Regions from separate parts of the Rattus norvegicus genome. Here region 2 is linked to region 1. The links are chromatin contacts, called in public Hi-C maps. All regions are on one chromosome and are shown on one strand. Each heading gives the region's core, a stretch centred on a gene start, on an enhancer-like site or on the middle of the called end of the contact. The rest is flanking DNA. Distances are from core to core; before and after follow the strand shown. Region 1 overlaps Tnik (TRAF2 and NCK interacting kinase). Region 2 has its middle 39 kb from the start of Slc2a2.

The links. A called contact is a pair of places that touch in the nucleus more often than the background predicts.
Region 2: a contact with region 1 is called in a Hi-C map of liver, with 17 times the contacts expected there. The contact joins two enhancer-like sites. A contact is called at or near these places in 8 of 12 Hi-C or Micro-C datasets (the A7r5 cell line, the Rat2 cell line, Schwann cells and 3 more).

What each region holds. Positions count from the first base shown.
Region 1 is chr2:113,498,980-113,502,556 of GRCr8, forward strand. It overlaps Tnik (TRAF2 and NCK interacting kinase), which reads left to right. Exons shown (of 31, transcript NM_001106422.1): 28 at 3,470-3,570. Among named protein-coding and RNA genes, the nearest start is that of Slc2a2, 40 kb to the right of the region's middle. Within about 2 kb of position 1,307, at least 10 of the 93 cell types and tissues checked have an H3K27ac peak or open chromatin away from gene starts, as enhancers often do. A contact at or near this core is called in liver, where this site is marked.
Region 2 is chr2:113,577,718-113,581,109 of GRCr8, forward strand. No RefSeq gene overlaps it. Among named protein-coding and RNA genes, the nearest start is that of Slc2a2, 39 kb to the left of the region's middle. Within about 2 kb of position 1,449, at least 1 of the 93 cell types and tissues checked has an H3K27ac peak or open chromatin away from gene starts, as enhancers often do. A contact at or near this core is called in liver, where this site is marked.

The DNA of each region.
Region 1 (3,577 bases), core at 57-2,556:
ATGTGTCCCACTAAAATAAAAAACAAAAATCAAAAAAAACTAAACTTAGTGATTGTGGAAAAGAAGATAAAAGAAGTGCCCAGAACGATGCCCAAAAGAATGTGAGATGACCACTTTACCTCAGGCCCACAAAACAAGATAGTGCAGAGCACCAGAGTCCTACCAACAAGAGAAAACACCACAGCATGCGTAGATGAAGACCGCTCAACCATTCAGAAAGACACTTCCTAGCAGAAAGTTCACATCTACTTAAATGCGTAGAAAGAAAGGCAGTGAGAAAACATGAGGAAGAGTTGGAAAGAAAAGCCTCATCGTGGTGTGCTACATGCCGTAGGTGTGAGCGGAGATTAGCTGAACTCTTAAGACACTTTCACCTGAGCTTTGACATGAGTAAACCGGGCATGAGGTAGGCAGTAGTGTGCATGTGTGAGCTCTAAGCAACTTCGTGGAAGGGAAATGGCTTTACAAATTGATAGTTTTCATGCTGAGAACCCCATCGCTACTGTCCATATTTGAAAGTGGGACTGATGGTGTGGCTTTTGAGAATCTTTTCCTTTAAAACTTGTCTCTGGCGATTGAAAGGAATAAGGAAATTTCTGCGTGTTCATGAGATGTACACAAGACTTCAGCTTGGTTTTTTAACTGAGAAATAACAGCACAGGCACAGCAGAGAGGCTTTCGACATTGCCCCGAAGGTTGCCCTCGTGTAGTCTCAAGAAGGCACCGTATGGGTTTGAAACTGTAACCTACAGAGTTGGTCCAGCCACAGATTTATGTGGTGGTAACTGAGAGCAGAAACAGCAATCAGGGGAGATACCATAAAGGAACTCAGAAAACAAGAACCAACTTATTCATATTGTCTGTCTTGGAACCTTAGTGTCTTATCTTTTGACAACTAGAGAGGGCCTTGTTCTAGAATGTTCTCCATGCCCCTTCCTCCGCATTCATTCCAAGTCACCTTCTGAGATGTCTTGACATTAGGAGACAGAGACAAGTGACTAGGAGATTCAATCAAGAAAGCTCACCCCCTCCCATACATGATGAGCCCTTTGTGTTTTGTGCCCTAAAGGAGCCTTTCTAATCTTTATAGCACAATGGGCTTGTTTATATGCACTTATTTAGAAACATAAAGGTAAGCTGGGGGGGGGGGTACAGACAAGGTTCACAAACACACACAGCACCTGTAAAATGCATCACCACAGCCTGAGTCTGTCCGACTGCTCCCCATCGGAGAGTACAGTGCCAGACACTGAAACCAGCTAAGCAGTGTTTGACCAAGGGAGGAAGGGATGTTGACTGGGCAGAGTACTATTCACAAAGCAGACCACATGGGGGAGTATGTTTTCCATAGCAATCTGGTGACATCCAGGCCCCACCACTGCCTTTGTGTGGGAATCAGAATTATTTCGTCCTTTCTTGTCATCCTCTGAGGCTGCAGTTTCCTCTTTCCTTAGTCGGACTGTGTGGCAAAGCATTAGACCCAGCCCACACCATCCCCACCAGGCAGCACAGAGCTTCATGTCCACAAGCTCTGCATTCGTGAAGACTGCGGGTTTCTGCATGAAAGAGACATGCATGTTCTCAGAAAGAAGCAGAGCACTTCAAGTGTGACTGTGGAAAACATTTAGGATTGCTTCTAAAGATGGCTCTGAAAAACAGCTGTTAAATTTTCCTTTGCATAGAAATATTTTTTAATTATCATTTGACATGTATTAGCCCAAATATTTTAGTGATCGGATTGTGTCACATAAACTAGGATCATGTAATTATAAAGCCATAAGACTAATTGCAGGAGACAGTAACATTTCTGAATGCTGTGTCTTGCCTATACCTGGAAAACGTTTTAAAAATGTCAGCATCCTGCTTAACCTACTCATCTCCCATCAGCCTTCTGAACATTTCTAATCTGGTCCTTCTGATCAAGGCTGTCTTATTTCACTGCCTTGGCACACACATGCCGACCGATAACACAAAGTTACAGAAGAAGGTGTGACCTGAGAGCAATAGTTGATCAGTACTCACTAGGACTTTGAGACCCTCTTAAGTATCAGAAAAATTTTACCTCGGTTATCCAGAAAACCACAGCTTCTTGCTTGTGGAATTCCAGTCAAGATAGCAAAGGCACCTTATAATGCATGTAACTAGTCCCATGTGCTCAAATTCCTATGAAATTCAAAAACAGAAGACAAGAAGGACAATATCTGCTAATAACTTTGTAAAAGAACTTGAATGAGACATTGAGCAAATTTCATCTTATATAAACAATAAAATAGGTATTACAGAAAAGCAAGTGGTTTAATCTAAAAGTCACATAAAATACTAATTTTTCCTATATATGCTTACCTAATGTTTCTTTTAAGGATGTGTTAATCTTTGTGAATCTTTCTCTGTAAGGTCAGAGAACAAGCCATGTTGGCTGGGGTGTAGCTCGATGGCAGAGTATTTAAAAGGAGGGATTGGGTTTAGTCCCTAGCATTGCAAAGGTGGGGGGGGGGGCAGTTCACACCGTAAAAAAATTATAAAAGAGCCGAGCAGAAACCAACATTTCATATATCATATATCCCTGTAAAAATCTATCCTACCTGACTTTCTTACGATACAGGATATTTTTTGTACAGATATTTTATACAGAAAATAACTGGCATATGTATCATTTGTTTGCAGAATTAGACTCGTCCTTTAATAGTGGGAAATCCAGAAGGCTTTAAAGAATTCTGTATCCCTTCAAAGGCATCATTGTAAATTCTGATTATTATGTTATCAGAAACACATAGACCACAGTAACTAAGCGCTCAGATGACAAATGTGTCATTCATTCTCTTGGTAAGCACTTATTGAGTGCTATTTTATGTGATGGAATAATGAGTTAGTCACTCAATCTTTTCACCAAGCGAAGATGCATAATATTCTATTTTCATAAACAGTGAAAAGATTTGTCAAAGTACATGAAGCCCTTAAAAATAAGCCACCGACAGAACCCAGGGTTCCTATCATTACATCACTCATCAGATATATAAATAATTATTTCACGTAATCATAATTACAGTGTGAGCAATAAGCAGATAATAAAAACTGAGCTTATGTCTCCACAAGTTTGTTAATTGTTCTAGCATCTTGCCATAACTACACTCAAGTAAGCATCTAACGTAAGAAGATGGTGCAGGTCCTTATTTAGCAGAGCGTATCCATTTCTAAACTGAAGTAGTCCCGTCTTTAGATAAAGGAAAATCCTTTATGATAAACCTAAAAACTTTAGTATTCTGTTAACCAGGTACACTAAAGCAAGTTAAATTTGTGTGCAAAAACAAAATAAACAAAAATAAAAAAAATAGTAACCTATTCCAAGAATGACACCCTCAACTGTGAATACCTAACAGACAGGCAACTATATTCATTAATATCATTAATACAAAAAAATCTTGGCTAAATTGACATGGTTTCTAAATCTTGCTCTTCTTTTCCACTTTAGTTAAATATGAAAGGATCAAGTTCTTGGTGATTGCCTTAAAGAATGCAGTAGAGATATACGCATGGGCGCCTAAACCTTATCATAAGTTCATGGCATTTAAGGTAAGTG
Region 2 (3,392 bases), core at 199-2,698, 79 kb after region 1:
GAGCTCTGTAATGGGAAGGGGGAAGCATCAGATGACAGACGGTCACTAAGATCCATTCTAGATCAGGGGCACCACGGTTCTGAGACTCGGATTTGAGCTTGGACTAGCATAAACTGACCATCACCAAGAAATGAGGGAAATAAAATCATTTCCTGGTCAAAGTTAGATAGACTTCCTGCCCGGGCTGTTTATTAAAATAAAAAATATAGTATGTTGCAGTAGTATAGGTGTCTACATGACACTATGTGCTATGGTATTCTATCCAATACTATAACCCACGGTATCCCTTACCACGCTACATCCCTCTCCTACACAGTATCCTATACAATGCTAATTCCAATTCTCCAGTGGAAATTTCCACATAAGCCCAAGCTTTTATATTATTTTACTACAAATAATTTATTTTAAACAATATCCCCTAAGAATAAACTACAGTTACATGAAACCGGTTGGTTACATGTTGAGTATTAAAATACTGTGCAGGAAAGAGACCTGTCGCAGAGCCAGCCCTTCCCTGTTAACAAATGGCCTGTTTACCACAGTTCTAGGCTTCTACCAGAGCCATCCTCTGCCTTGAGACACTTTTAATCTCTGTTGATGATTCCTGTGACTTTCACCAAGCGGCCTCACACAGCAGTCATTATTTTCTGCCATCTGAGGGCTTCATGAATTGTAAATTGATTCAAAACCGATCAAAACACATCAACTTCCACTTCAAAACCTATTCCAAAGCCAAATAGTTTTCCATTAATCCAAAATGTCACTGGGAAACCCACCGTGACGATCTTACTCGGTGGCAAGCACATTTATTCACTTTAGCCTTGGAAATGAGCTTAATAAAATGTCGCATGGTTCTTTCTGTCTTATTTTCAATGTATCCTCGTCACAGGAAAGTATTTTGAAGGATGTTTGATAGAAGGCGGTGTGTGTGTTGGGGGACTGGGTGCGAGCACAGTGGAGCATGCAAGTGTGGAGGAGGCCAACGGTACCGATCGCCCTCTGTTGCACTCCACCTTGTTGGACGCACAGTCTCTCACAAGCCCTGAAGCCTACCATCTCAGCTAGGCTGACCGCCAGCAAATGCTGACACTCACCGGTCTCCACGCATGCTCAGCCCCACTGCTGGAGGTGCAGATGTGGGCCCTCTGCACCAAAGCTTTTCAGTGAACGCCGGGGGTCCTATCTCAGCTCCTATGGCAAGTACTTTACTGCTGTGCTGTCTCCCCAACCCCAGACGGCTGGTCCTGACTGTGATATCACAGTCTAAATTGAATCTTTCTGGTAGGTGCAAGAGCAGCAATGGAAGGTGGCCTCCAGTTCCCTGCTGGGGAGCAGAGTCTGATCTGGGAGCTGCTGTGGGGATGCTCCTTTCTCCGCAGTATTCAAGTGAATATGCACGCACCTTGATGCTAATCTGAAGTCTGCAGTTGGGCTTGCTGATCAACAGTTTCACTCTAAGCTGCTTGTGCTGCTGTCCATGTGCTCTCCCGGTGCATCTCAGAGTCCACTCGCTGTCCAGATAAGGCCTGGGATCTCTCCTCGTGGATTTTTACCCAGGTCATTTGCAACCAAGTGTCTGGCTGTTTTGTCTTGTGAAACCACTGGATCTCACTCACAAAGAATGTTTAGGACATTAAAACTAACTACACCCCATACTATACTCTACTGTTAGATACATATCATATCAGTGCTTTTGTCTAGAGCTACAGACTACATAACACCAAACGTGAACCCCAACATAACCCATGGCCTTTGGGCGATGAGGACCTGTCAGTGAGTTTAGTTGGTCTACTGCACTCTGGTGGGGAACGCTGTGAGGGAGGGAGGTCTTGCTTGTAGAAGGCAAAGGCTGCATCTTTGCTCTGAAACTGAAATTCAGTGAATAAATAAATAACTGAAGAATACAGTCTATACAGGCTGGAGGGAGGCCTCAGTTGCTAAAAGCAATTACTGCGTTTGCAAAGGGCTCACGTTTGCTTCCTAGCACCAATATTGTAGCAAACGGTCATCTGAAACTCCAGGGCGTGTGTGTCAGGGCGGGGGAGGGCAGAGGTAAGCTATTTTAAAAACCACCTCTCTCTCCCTACTTTTAGATAGTTTTCAATGTTGGATAGTACTTCGCTAAATGGAACTGGAATCACCACCTTGCTTCCATTTTCAGGTGGGAATATATTCCACATAAAAATCTATAGGGGCTCAATTTCAGCCTACCATAGAGGGACGTTGTAAAGATCTGATTTTTCTTACATTATGTATATGTATGGGTGCAGGATATATGGCACCCCAGGGACCAACAGTGGTGGTCCCTCTGGAGCTGAAGGCTGTGCGCTGCCTGACATGGGTGTTGGGCACTGAACTTGGGTCCTCGGTAAGATCACTACAAGCCGTTCCTTCAGTCCCAGGGTGACTTTTAACAAACCATTTAGTTGCCTTTGAGTTCACTTCTAAGACAACCAGTGTATAAATTAGGTGTTTACTATGTGCCAGATAGCCTTTAAAATAGTTTTATTGTATTTATTTGAGGAGTAACAGGCCATGTCACATGTGAGGAGAGGGGATCAAATCTAGGACCAGAGGATAAAACTCAGGTCACCAAGCTTGGTGCAGATGCCCTTACAACTGAGGCATCTCTCAGGCCCCTGTAAATAATTGTAGCACATCTATCCTGTCAGCACCTTCAGATGGGCACATCTACTGTCCCATGATGACAGCAGTAGCACAAACATGCTCATGGGTTCCCTCTCTCTCTCTCTCTCTCTCTCTCTCTCTCTCACTCTCTCTCTCTCAACCTGGCAAATGCTTGTCCAGTGTCCTTGGAGGAATCTGAATGACGCCCTCACAGCTCTGGGAACTGAGCCCTGCCCTCCCAGCCTTGGGTTTCTCGTCTGTGGATGAACTGCTGATAAGAAAGCCCCAGATACACAGACACATTAATAAACACCACTCATTTGTTGCAGCTTCCCCTTCGAAGAAGGAGAGAGCCGCTGGTCGTTAGCACAAATGACTCTGAGCACTGCAGAGTATATGGTCCCACTGCAATGAAGTGTAGACGAATTATTAATAAAATGACATTTTTTCAAAAATGAAGTGCACTGGATTCGTAGGAACACTCCATACTCTGTAATTCCTCAAGAAGGTTTAACACGTTACTATGATTTGAAAAGTTGCTTTTGAGCTCCACTATCTAAAAACAGTTCTACCAGTCAGAACCCCGAAGTATTACTCTAATCCCTGCCTTCTCCACCTCTGCATATGCAGAAAGAACTCAGAAAGGTACCAAAAACCATAACAGACAACAGACACTCACGGAGGAAGAACTGTAAGTGGCCAGCCATCACGCGTGAAAAAAAGACTGGGTGCCGGACAGCCGTGCTTTCATTGCCAGTGGCTGC